Linked DNA regions of Triticum aestivum: region 1 is linked to region 2. Evidence: chromatin contacts called from public Hi-C data. All regions are on one chromosome and are shown on one strand. Each heading gives the region's core, a stretch centred on a gene start, on an enhancer-like site or on the middle of the called end of the contact. The rest is flanking DNA. Distances are from core to core; before and after follow the strand shown. Region 1 holds the start of LOC123096295 (lipase-like PAD4). Region 2 overlaps LOC123096294 (protein translocase subunit SECA2, chloroplastic).

Evidence for each region. Hi-C and Micro-C count contacts between places; a contact is called where the count stands out from the background.
Region 1: a Hi-C map of leaf shows a contact between it and region 2, with 4 times the contacts expected there. The contact joins the promoter of LOC123096295 here to the enhancer-like site in region 2. A contact is called at or near these places in 4 of 5 Hi-C or Micro-C datasets (leaf, root and an unstated tissue) and 1 of 1 datasets of contacts at active chromatin or transcription factors (leaf).

The regions. Positions count from the first base shown.
Region 1 is chr4D:73,347,468-73,352,192 of IWGSC CS RefSeq v2.1, forward strand. LOC123096295 (lipase-like PAD4) reads left to right here and starts at 2,531. Exons shown (of 4, transcript XM_044517989.1): 1 at 2,531-2,715; 2 at 2,908-3,286; 3 at 4,673-4,725. The coding sequence starts at 2,690.
Region 2 is chr4D:73,119,796-73,124,698 of IWGSC CS RefSeq v2.1, forward strand. LOC123096294 (protein translocase subunit SECA2, chloroplastic) reads left to right here. Exons shown (of 30, transcript XM_044517988.1): 27 at 1-30; 28 at 139-262; 29 at 737-811; 30 at 887-1,627. The coding sequence ends at 1,060. Among protein-coding and RNA genes, the nearest start is that of LOC123096294, 12 kb to the left of the region's middle. Within about 2 kb of position 2,601, at least 2 of the 8 cell types and tissues checked have an H3K27ac peak or open chromatin away from gene starts, as enhancers often do. A contact at or near this core is called in leaf, where this site is marked.

The DNA of each region.
Region 1 (4,725 bases), core at 1,281-3,780, 230 kb after region 2:
AATATTGTTCATAGATAAACTTGATCATAAACCAACAATTCATCGGTCTCAACAAACACACCGCAAAAGAAGATCACATCGAATAGATCTCCACGAGAGAGGGGGAGAACATTGTATTGAGATCCAAAAAGAGAGAAGAAGCCATCTAGCTAATAACTATGGACCTGAAGGTCTGAGGTAAACTACTCACACTTCATTGGAGGGGCTATGGTGTTGATGTAGAAGCCCTCCGTGATCGATGCCCCCTCCGGCGGAGCTCCGGAACAGGCCCCAAGATGGGATCTCATGGGTACAAAAGGTTGCAGCGGTGGAATTAGGTTTTTGGCTCCGTATCTGATCGTTTGGGGGTACGTAGGTATATATAGGAGGAAGGAGTACGTCGGTGGAGTAACAGGGGGCCCACGAGGGTGGAGGGCGCGCCTGGGGAAGGTAGGCGCGCCCCCTACCTCGTGGCCTCCTCCTTTATTTCTTGACGTAGGGTCCAAGTCTCCTGGATCATGTTCGTTCCAAAAATCACGTTCCCAAAGGTTTCATTCCGTTTGGACTCCGTTTGATATTCTTTTTCTGCGAAACTCTGAAATAGGCAAAAAACAACAATTCTGGGCTGGGCCTCCGGTTAATAGGTTAGTCCCAAAAATAATATAAAAGTGAATAATAAAGCCCAATAATGTCCAAAATAGAAGATAATATAGCATGGAGCAATCAAAAATTACAGATACGTTGGAGACGTATCAGTTAGCAACGTGATAGCTCATTTGAGAGATAGAGCTTTGCTCATCCACTTGGTTACTTCTCCATTGGAGTTCACGACCTCTTCAGAGAAGATCCCCCAAGCGGATTCAAGACCCCTCGCGGGAAGACCCCCTCAAGGCCTCCTCACGGAGATGAACTAGTTACCTCTTGTATCGTCCTTTGTTGGATTTGGATCGTGTATCTCTTTCTGTTTTGAGGATCTAGCACATGTGTAATTGAATATTGTTGGTTTGAGTGATTCCTCTCGTGTTTTCCCTCGTGTTTCCCCTCGTATTCTTCGTGTTCTTCGTAGGATCCCCTCCATTTCATGAAAGATCGGGCATCTAGGGTTCTACCCTACATCACCACGGCGGCCGTCTTGGCCAGCAGGCGACGCGGGCTTAGATGGCGGTGATTAGCTGCCACGGCTCGGTCCCGGGCGTGGTGGCTGGTGCTGGTGGGCTCGACCCTGATCTGTGTTGGGGATCGGTTGGGGCAGGGCGGGGGTGCACGGCGGGAGGTACTACAGCGTCGTGGCTGCTGCAGGTCTGCTGATGGCGAGGGGTGGCGGTGGCGACCTCCTTCTCCTGGATGTGTGCCGGCGGAAGGTGCATATCTAGGGTTCGTGCTCGGGCAGGCCAGGTCGGGGCCCGTGCCGGATCGTGGCTTGTGCTTCAGGTAGGAGAGGCCGGGCTTGGCCCGGGAGGTGCTCGCTGGTGGTGGTCGTGTTATTGTTGTGTTGGTGCACGGAACGGCGCCGGCGACCACGAATATGGAACTGTGTGAGCTTGCCTGGCCATGGGCTCGGGGCAGGCTCGCCGATGGCCGTCGGCAGTCTCGGAGTCGGGCCCCCCAGTCCACCTGGCACTGGCTGGGGACGCAGGTGTGGGTTCCTCCTATGGTGAAGGCGCCTACCCAGACTCGGGGACTGATGCCAGGCTACGAGTAGATAGACTAACATCACTCCTCCTATCATGGTTGAGTGCGTGGTGATGTGTGCGGCACACGGTATCTAGCGACAGGGATGCCGGGGCAGCGGCCCGGATGGCGGTCCGCATGGTTGCTCTCCGGCAGGCACCATGGTGGTGGTGGTGGCTTCACTCCCGGGTTTTGTGGGCAACGAGAGGTGCTGCGTTGGGTAACTTGGACGCGCCCCCTCCCCTAGAGGGGCGGCATCCCGATCTAGATCTGGAGTTCTGTCATCGCCGCGCTCTTCCTGGCGGCCTCGTTGTGGCACAAGCGAGTTACTGAGCGAAAGCTCCGTGCCTTTGCGCCGACGACGGCGACACCCGAGGGTGTCGTGATCTTCTTGAAGACGTCGTTGTGGTTCTTCTCTCCGTGTCAGGGTTCCGGGTGAAGACCTGTGTCCGGTGTGGACTCGGCAGCGGCGACGCTCTGCGTCGTTTTCCCTCTTGAGGGCGTTGTCGTGGAGCTTAGGTATGCTATGTCGTAGCGTGAGGGTGTTTAGTTCTTCCGGTGTTAGTTGCCGGTAGCGTAGTCGCGTGGATTCTTCGTGTGTCAGATATTTCAGGATCAGCTTTGTAAGAGGGCTACCTCATCATCTTGTATCGTTCGGCCGTGTACTTCTTCGGTTGATGCTTTATATATAAAGCGGGGCGAAATCCTGTTTCAAGACCATATTACTTTTCTATAATAAACTATTGGAAGCAAGTTATCTATTCAGGTGCAAGTTATCCACCATTTCTTTATTAAAACATTGCATTTTCCCTACGAGAGGACTAGGAAAAAAAACTCCGGGCCTTTAAATGCAAAGTCGACGAAATATTTGACCAGAGTGGTGATAGAAATTGCAGCTCCCTTGCCCAGTTGCCCCCACCACACCAGAGCGCGGAGGCCACGCAAAGTAAACTTGACCACTTCCTCTCCTAACCCTCCTCCAGCCCTTCTCTCGCTCTCTCAAGCGCCGCCCCATTTCCCGGAAGCTCGCCCGCCTGCCATGGAAGACGCAGAAGAAAATTCCATGTAAGTTCCTCCGATTTTCTTCCATAACTTTTCTCTCCTCTCAGCGTATATAAGTACTTCCCGGCGCACTCCGCGCACGAAAGCTTGGCTGCTTTAGCTTCCCCCAATCGCGCCATGATTTGGTGGTAGAAAAGGAGAGGAATTTGGGAGAGAGATGTACAGAGGAGCTGAAAATGCGTGTGCGCTTTGAAGGTTCGAGACCAGCCATGTCCTCGGCGCGCTGCTGGCCTCCTCGCCGCTGCTGGCGCGCGCCTGGGACCGGTGCGCGGCCGCCGCCGCGATGGGCGCCGCCTCCTCCGGGTTCGCGCACGGCGACGGCGGCGGGGACGGGGGGACGGTGTACGTGGCCTTCTCCGGCCTGCAGGCCGCGCTGTCGGTTGCGCGCCCGGCGGTGGCGAGCGGCGCCGACGTCTTCGCGCCGGTCGGCCTCGGCGGCGACGCGGCCGGGGCGCGGGCCTTCCCGCAGCTGGCGGCCGCCGAGCCGGACGCAGCCGCCGCCGGGGAGCGTGTCGCCGTGCAGGCGCTGGCTCTGCGGTGCTTCTTGAAACTGTGCGGCTCCCCTGAGTTCCAGGTAAATTAGTCAATCAATTAGCCGAATATCTCATCAATCAGCATTTAATCGGGTGTTTATCTCCTGGATTTATCAGCTTAATCATTTTTCCTTGTGATGATTGTTAGCGTGATGATCTGATATTTTTTCGTTCTGGTCCTATGGGCCAAGTTATGGTGATGTTGATGCGCCTGTCTTTAGTTGGTTGGTATGTCCTTGTGTTCACACTTAAAAGACTTCAGACTTCGGACATCAGTAGATGAGATAATGTACTCGATTATATTATGACAGTGTCAATTATTTGAGATCTCACCAGATAATAACTTAAGAGCTTAACTGGGACAATAAATTTAATAACATTGTGGCTTGTGGAATAATGAAACAAAAATAAAATCATTTGTTAGAAAGAAAACCAAATCTAAAGGTTGCATGTGAGATTGCCGTTGACTTAACCTTCTTTGTTTATTGTAGTGCCGTCTGAAATTGATTTTGTGTTGCCTAAGGCTAGTTCAGTGTATATCTTCTTTCTGTGTGATTTTTTTACGATCAATTTGGTGCCTTTTGACATAGAGTTTGTAAGTTCATCGAAAAGATCCAATCTCTATCGAACATGGCGGCCAGCTTGAGATGCTGTGCGCCTGTCCACTTTATGTCACTGCAAACAAAAAGTACGGCACAGATGGCGCATTACGCATCACCCAACGAAGTCTGTATGCTATTGCTATTTTGTTGTCACTTGCATGCAAGGAATTTTGGTGTGACCCACGGGCAACAGATGAGGATGATTGAGAGCAGCATGGAAGTATACCATACGGCTTTATTTGGAACGCATGAATTTGCTGGGAATTATGCAGTAATTTCACATGAAGTGGATGCAACAACTGCATTCCCATTAGAATCGGGGGAAATTTCCGTGCTCTGGATGAGCGCTGCATCTAGAGCATTTAGGAAATTCAGTCGCCCATGAAGAATAATAGTGCATAGTTTACTGTCATCCAGAGCACATGCTGATTTTGATGACATATACTCTTCATGTGCTGTCCAGATGTAAACAACTTATTTGAATTTGGTTATAATTACGTAGGATCATTTTACTCGGTCAGCAGACATACGACCTTAATTGTTTCTTGACAAGTTCAGTAATGCTTCAAAGATCTTCACCTGTCTTCATCTGGTACTATAATTCTCGTATCTTTCTTGCTATTCTAAATAAAATTTGTGGCCTGTTTCTTATTTATGAATCAATATGGATGTTTATATTCTCCTTGATCTTTCTCCTGAAAATAGTATTTGCTATTTGCAGTTATGCATCAGATTTTTTTTCTAGCTCAGTATTTTAGTGTTTTGATGTTTTTTCACTGCTGAAAATGGTTTCTTACTCATTCAATTGGGTTAATGACAATACAGATGCTACTAAATCAGATCCGGGGCAAGGCGGTGGTGTTCACCGGCCACTCCCT
Region 2 (4,903 bases), core at 1,351-3,850:
GTTTGCCATGTGTGTTGATGATACATCAAAGTAAGTTGTGATGTAATCCCGTATATGTTTTTCTTCAACATGGTGTTACACATTCACCCTCAGGTATTCATTGTTTCTCTATACTTCATCTATGTGATAAAAATCCAGGAAAGGGAGATATACAAACATTGTCAATCTTCTTCGGAAATATTTTGGGGATTTTCTAATAGCTACCTACCTGGAAGTGCTGCAAGAGTCCCGTCATCATGATGCGTACATCAGGGGAATTGAGGTTTGCTTCTCTTACGAATATGTTTATGTGGTCTTGTCAGGGGATAAAGCCCCACTGAGACCTATGTGTTCTTTGTGGAGGTCAAGGTCATATTCTTTCTTGGGTACTTTGCTAGTGATGTTGCAATCTGCATAGCATTTACTCTGTTCTTATTTCAAGTTCCCATTCATTTTTATCATGTGAAGTTCTGTTTGTGAAACCATATTATTTACTCTCTCCGTCCCATAATGTAAGACGTTTTTGCAAACTATGTTAGCTTGCAAAAACGTCTTGCATTATGGGACGGAGGGAGTACCAACTAGCATAAGATTATAGTTACAAATAAAGGATCTTGATTGTGGCGTCATGGGAATGCATAATGGATGTAACTTTGGCATTACCTGACAAGTTATATGTGTTTCGTCATGACCATTTTATCCTTTTCTCAAGTCAACACATATTCTTATGTAATCATGCAACTCTGTTGAATTGAAGAGGGAAGCACTTCTGAAGACACTTGATATGTTGTGGAAGGACCATTTAGTTAACATGAACAAGCTTAGTTCTGCGGTAATTTCAATCTCTTTAGACTCTTTGATTACCAGTTTTCTATCATTGACTCAGATTTTTTTTACTTTTTACTAGGTGAATGTCCGGAGCTTTGGGCACAGAAATCCTCTGGAGGAGTATAAGATTGATGGCTGTCGGTTCTTCATCTCAATGTTGAGTGCCACACGACGATTGACAGTCGAAGCCCTACTCCGTTACTGGTCATCTCCAATGGAATCTGAAGAGATATTCAACACTGCGGATCAATAGCCGAGTAACATCACATCTGATGAATCTTTTTCCTCAAGAGACTGCACACCCAGATACTTCTGATGCATGGCCAGTGCAATCTCATATTGTTTGAACGTGTTTCGTGTCTAGATTGCTGGCTTGGTTCCTCATCAGTGGGGAAGTCTCTTAACACAGGCTTGACTGGGATGGCAGCCAGGTGACATTAGGGTTAGGCTTTCTGCTTTTCATATGGATGGCCTTCCCCCGGAGTCTTAGATATACTCCCTCCGTTCCAAAATAGATGACCCAACTTTGTACTAACTTTGTACTAACGTTAGTACAAAGTTGAGTCATCTATTTTGGAACGGAGGGAGTAGGTTACAAGACAATAGACATTAACCACTATCTAGTACGAGTAGATAACTCCAGCAACGAGTTAACTCTGTAGAAAACGCAACTTGATATAGATGAAGTGCAGACAGGGGATGTATATTACATAACTGGATCTAGGTGATGACGCACACATGAAGTGCTCATCAGTTTTTGCCAGTGACAATCAGAGCTTCATTATATGTTGCAACTCCAAGTAAAATACAGATTTGCGCACATTGTGTTGTCGTATCATACATATATTTCTGTCCAGTCTGTACTATTTTGTGAGTGAAACCTTTACCAGACAAGTAGGAATTGCATGCACGCGGAGTATCTGGCTTGTGGACACGGAACTCTTGAGGCTGTCCTAATGGGCAGTAGTGTTTGACATTTGTCAAGTCGTTGCTTTTGATGATGATGACAAGGCAAATATTTCAACCTTCCAGATACTTTGCATGATAGAATCACTATCGACATTGGTATACTGTCATGAGCTATTTGCACATTGGCTGCCGACTAGGGTATTTTTTTTGCGGCTTCCTTACATTCCGCATATTCCCTCTGGCATTCTATATTGCAAGTGTCGCGCGAGCAAGTAGAGAGGTGGTTGGCACGAGTGACACTGCATGATGGTAACGCGACGTGTCACGGTATCACGTATACGCAGCTACGCTGTCTTTTCTACTTTGGATCTTCCCGGCGTAGCTATCAGGCATGTGTTCATTTCACATAATAAAAGGTAGTATCAGAGTAGAGTATATATTTTCTTACCTTCCACGCGTTTCATTCGCGTGGGCGGCCTCTTCTCTTCCCCTTTTCCAGCATCGCTCTCAACACGCGAGATGATCTCACTCCCTCGAGAATGCGTGTGACATCATGGATGACGTGCGCGTGCGTTTCCCCTGTTGCGTGCGCCTCATCTCAGTAACGGTTGGGTGTCATCCAACTTTATTTTCGATTTTTCTTTTTAGGATTAGGATGGGATATTGGGATGGAATGAATGGGGTGATCCTGTCGCGTGTCATTCGTGTTGGATGGCAAGTGCCACTCATCTGTCTATCTGAATCTGACCAGCTATATCAGAGTAGTAGCGGCTGGGTTACCTTGCCGTCAGGGAATTTATTGCACCCACAATATATGTGTGGTCTGCGGTGTTGCAGCCGCACAGAATGGTGAAGAATCTGCACCGCAGTGGACTTGGACCGAGACCAGCCTGATCAATCGTGTCCTGGCGCTGGGGCACACGACTAGTACTGTACTACCAGTATACTACATATCTTCCGCAAAAAAAGAAAAGAAAAAAAAGTATACTACATATCATCAGACCCATCATCACTGGTGCTGCTGCTGTTGTTTGCAGCTGCGATAAGCCTTGCAGTCTCTTCAGCTAGGGCATCACAGAATGCCCTGTGGGTCAGCAGGGTGTCCTTCCTGCATGTACGCATGGACGTGCATGTTAGTTAACACATAGTATCATTCAAATAAATAATACGGCATATACTTATTCTCGGGCCACTCGGCCATGAATGAGTTCACTTCTATGTATGCACATAGCCCTCGATCATGTGTGCCCAGCCCCACCCGCAAAAAAGATAATGAAAAAGAAAGATCTTGGTTTGAATTTTCCACGTCAACTTATCTTGTGGTCTTCGCCGAGGCTGGCGCATCAGTACCTGCTGAACAAAGACCACGACCACACACATATGGTCCAATACTTTGACATTCTCCCGCGACTAGTAGTTTCCCCTTGCTCAACCCAACTCAACTCAACTCAACTGGGCATTTTCGTTAGGCTCTGCTTTAATCCTTCTTCTCTTCTTTATTTGGAGAATGGTGTTTTATTTGAGAAATACAGTATATACATAGATGCTGACGCAAATGGATATACACTAATGTATATAAATGCATGCATGGACATCCTACCATTCGTCCATGAATGATATTGACAAAGTCACACAGACACCTCGCTATCGACGGGAATGTCGCCTCCCACTAAAAATAATACACCTTACCTTTATGAGACACACATATGTCAAACATGAAGTTTGGTCCCTGATGGGATGGGGGTACAACCACCCTTCTAACCATCCAACCACATGTTGAAAGAGTACTCCTACTTTGTGGAAACCCTACTTAAATATCATGGTGAGTTGGAGAACTACCTCCTAGTGAGTATAGATAGAAGTACCAAGAAAACATTTCGTCCCTCCCATCACTCCCGCTAGCGGTAGGAGGGAACCCTAGCCGCCGCGCCTAGATCTCTCCTCCTCGTTCGCTTCTCCTCGCCGCCGTCGGATCGTGTCATCGGGCGAAGCCTGACCAACTTGGGTGACGGCAAGGCCCATTCCCCCTTCTACGTGGAATGAGGTGGCACGGGCGGTTACTTCAGACGAGGGCACCACATTGTGTGGGGGCATTGTGGTGTGACGGCGGCCATGCTTCGGTGACGGCGGTGGCAGGTGGCAGCGACGCAGAGGCTGCATGACGATGGTGTGGGCCTATGGTGGCGACGACCACACAGATCTGGTGGCTGTGCTCCTTCAAGCGATGCATGGTGGCGACTGTGGCCTCCTTTCTTCCAGGTTCAAGCCAGCGACATGCGGGGCTAGACGGGTGCCGACCATGGTGCCTGTTGCATACGCGTAGGCGGTGACTCTGGCCTAGGGTCGCGCTTCGGGCGTGCCAGATCTAGGCACGAGGTGGGTTCGGGATGTAGCTCCAGGTAGGTGAGGTTGGGCACGGCCCGGGTGGTGCACATGGGCTGTGAGGTGCTTCTTCGTCGAGCAACATAAGGGAACCCTAGCCGCTGTCGTCCAACTCTCTCCTTTTCCTTCCCTTCTCGTTGCCATCGGTGCGCATCATCAGGTGAAGCCCGACCGGCGTGGGTGGCGGCGGGGCCCCTTCTCCCTTTCTACGTAGGGTGGGGTGGCGCAGTGCGGCTACTTTAGGTGGGGGCACAATGTTATGCGGGGAGCTGCGTCGCACCGGATACCGCGCTTTGGCGACGACGGTGGTAGGTGGCAGTGACACAGAGGGTTGCGAGACGATGGTGCGGGCCTGTGCTGGCAACGACTACACTGATTTAGCGGTCGTGCTTCTTCAAGCGACACATGGTGGCGGTGGCGGCCTCACCTTTCTTCCGGGTTTAAGCTGGTGGCGGGTGGGGCTAGGTGGGTGCCGGCCGTGGTGCCGGCTACATGCACATCGGTGGTGGCTTTGACCCAGGGCTGACGCTTGGGACGGGCCAGATCTGTGCCCAAGGCGGGTCGGGCTGTAGCTCTTGGTAGGTGAGTTTTGGCCTGGTCCGGGTGGTGCACAAGGGTGGTAAGGCGCCTCTCCGTCCCTCCAGTCGCTCCCTCGAGCGACAGGAGGGAACCCTAGCCGCCATTGTGTAGCTCTCTTCTCTTCCTTCCCTTCTCCTCATCGCCATTGGAGCACGTCATCGAGCGAATCCTGGTCAGCGTAGGTGGCGGCGAGGCCCCTTGCCATGGTGCTTGCTGCATGCACGAC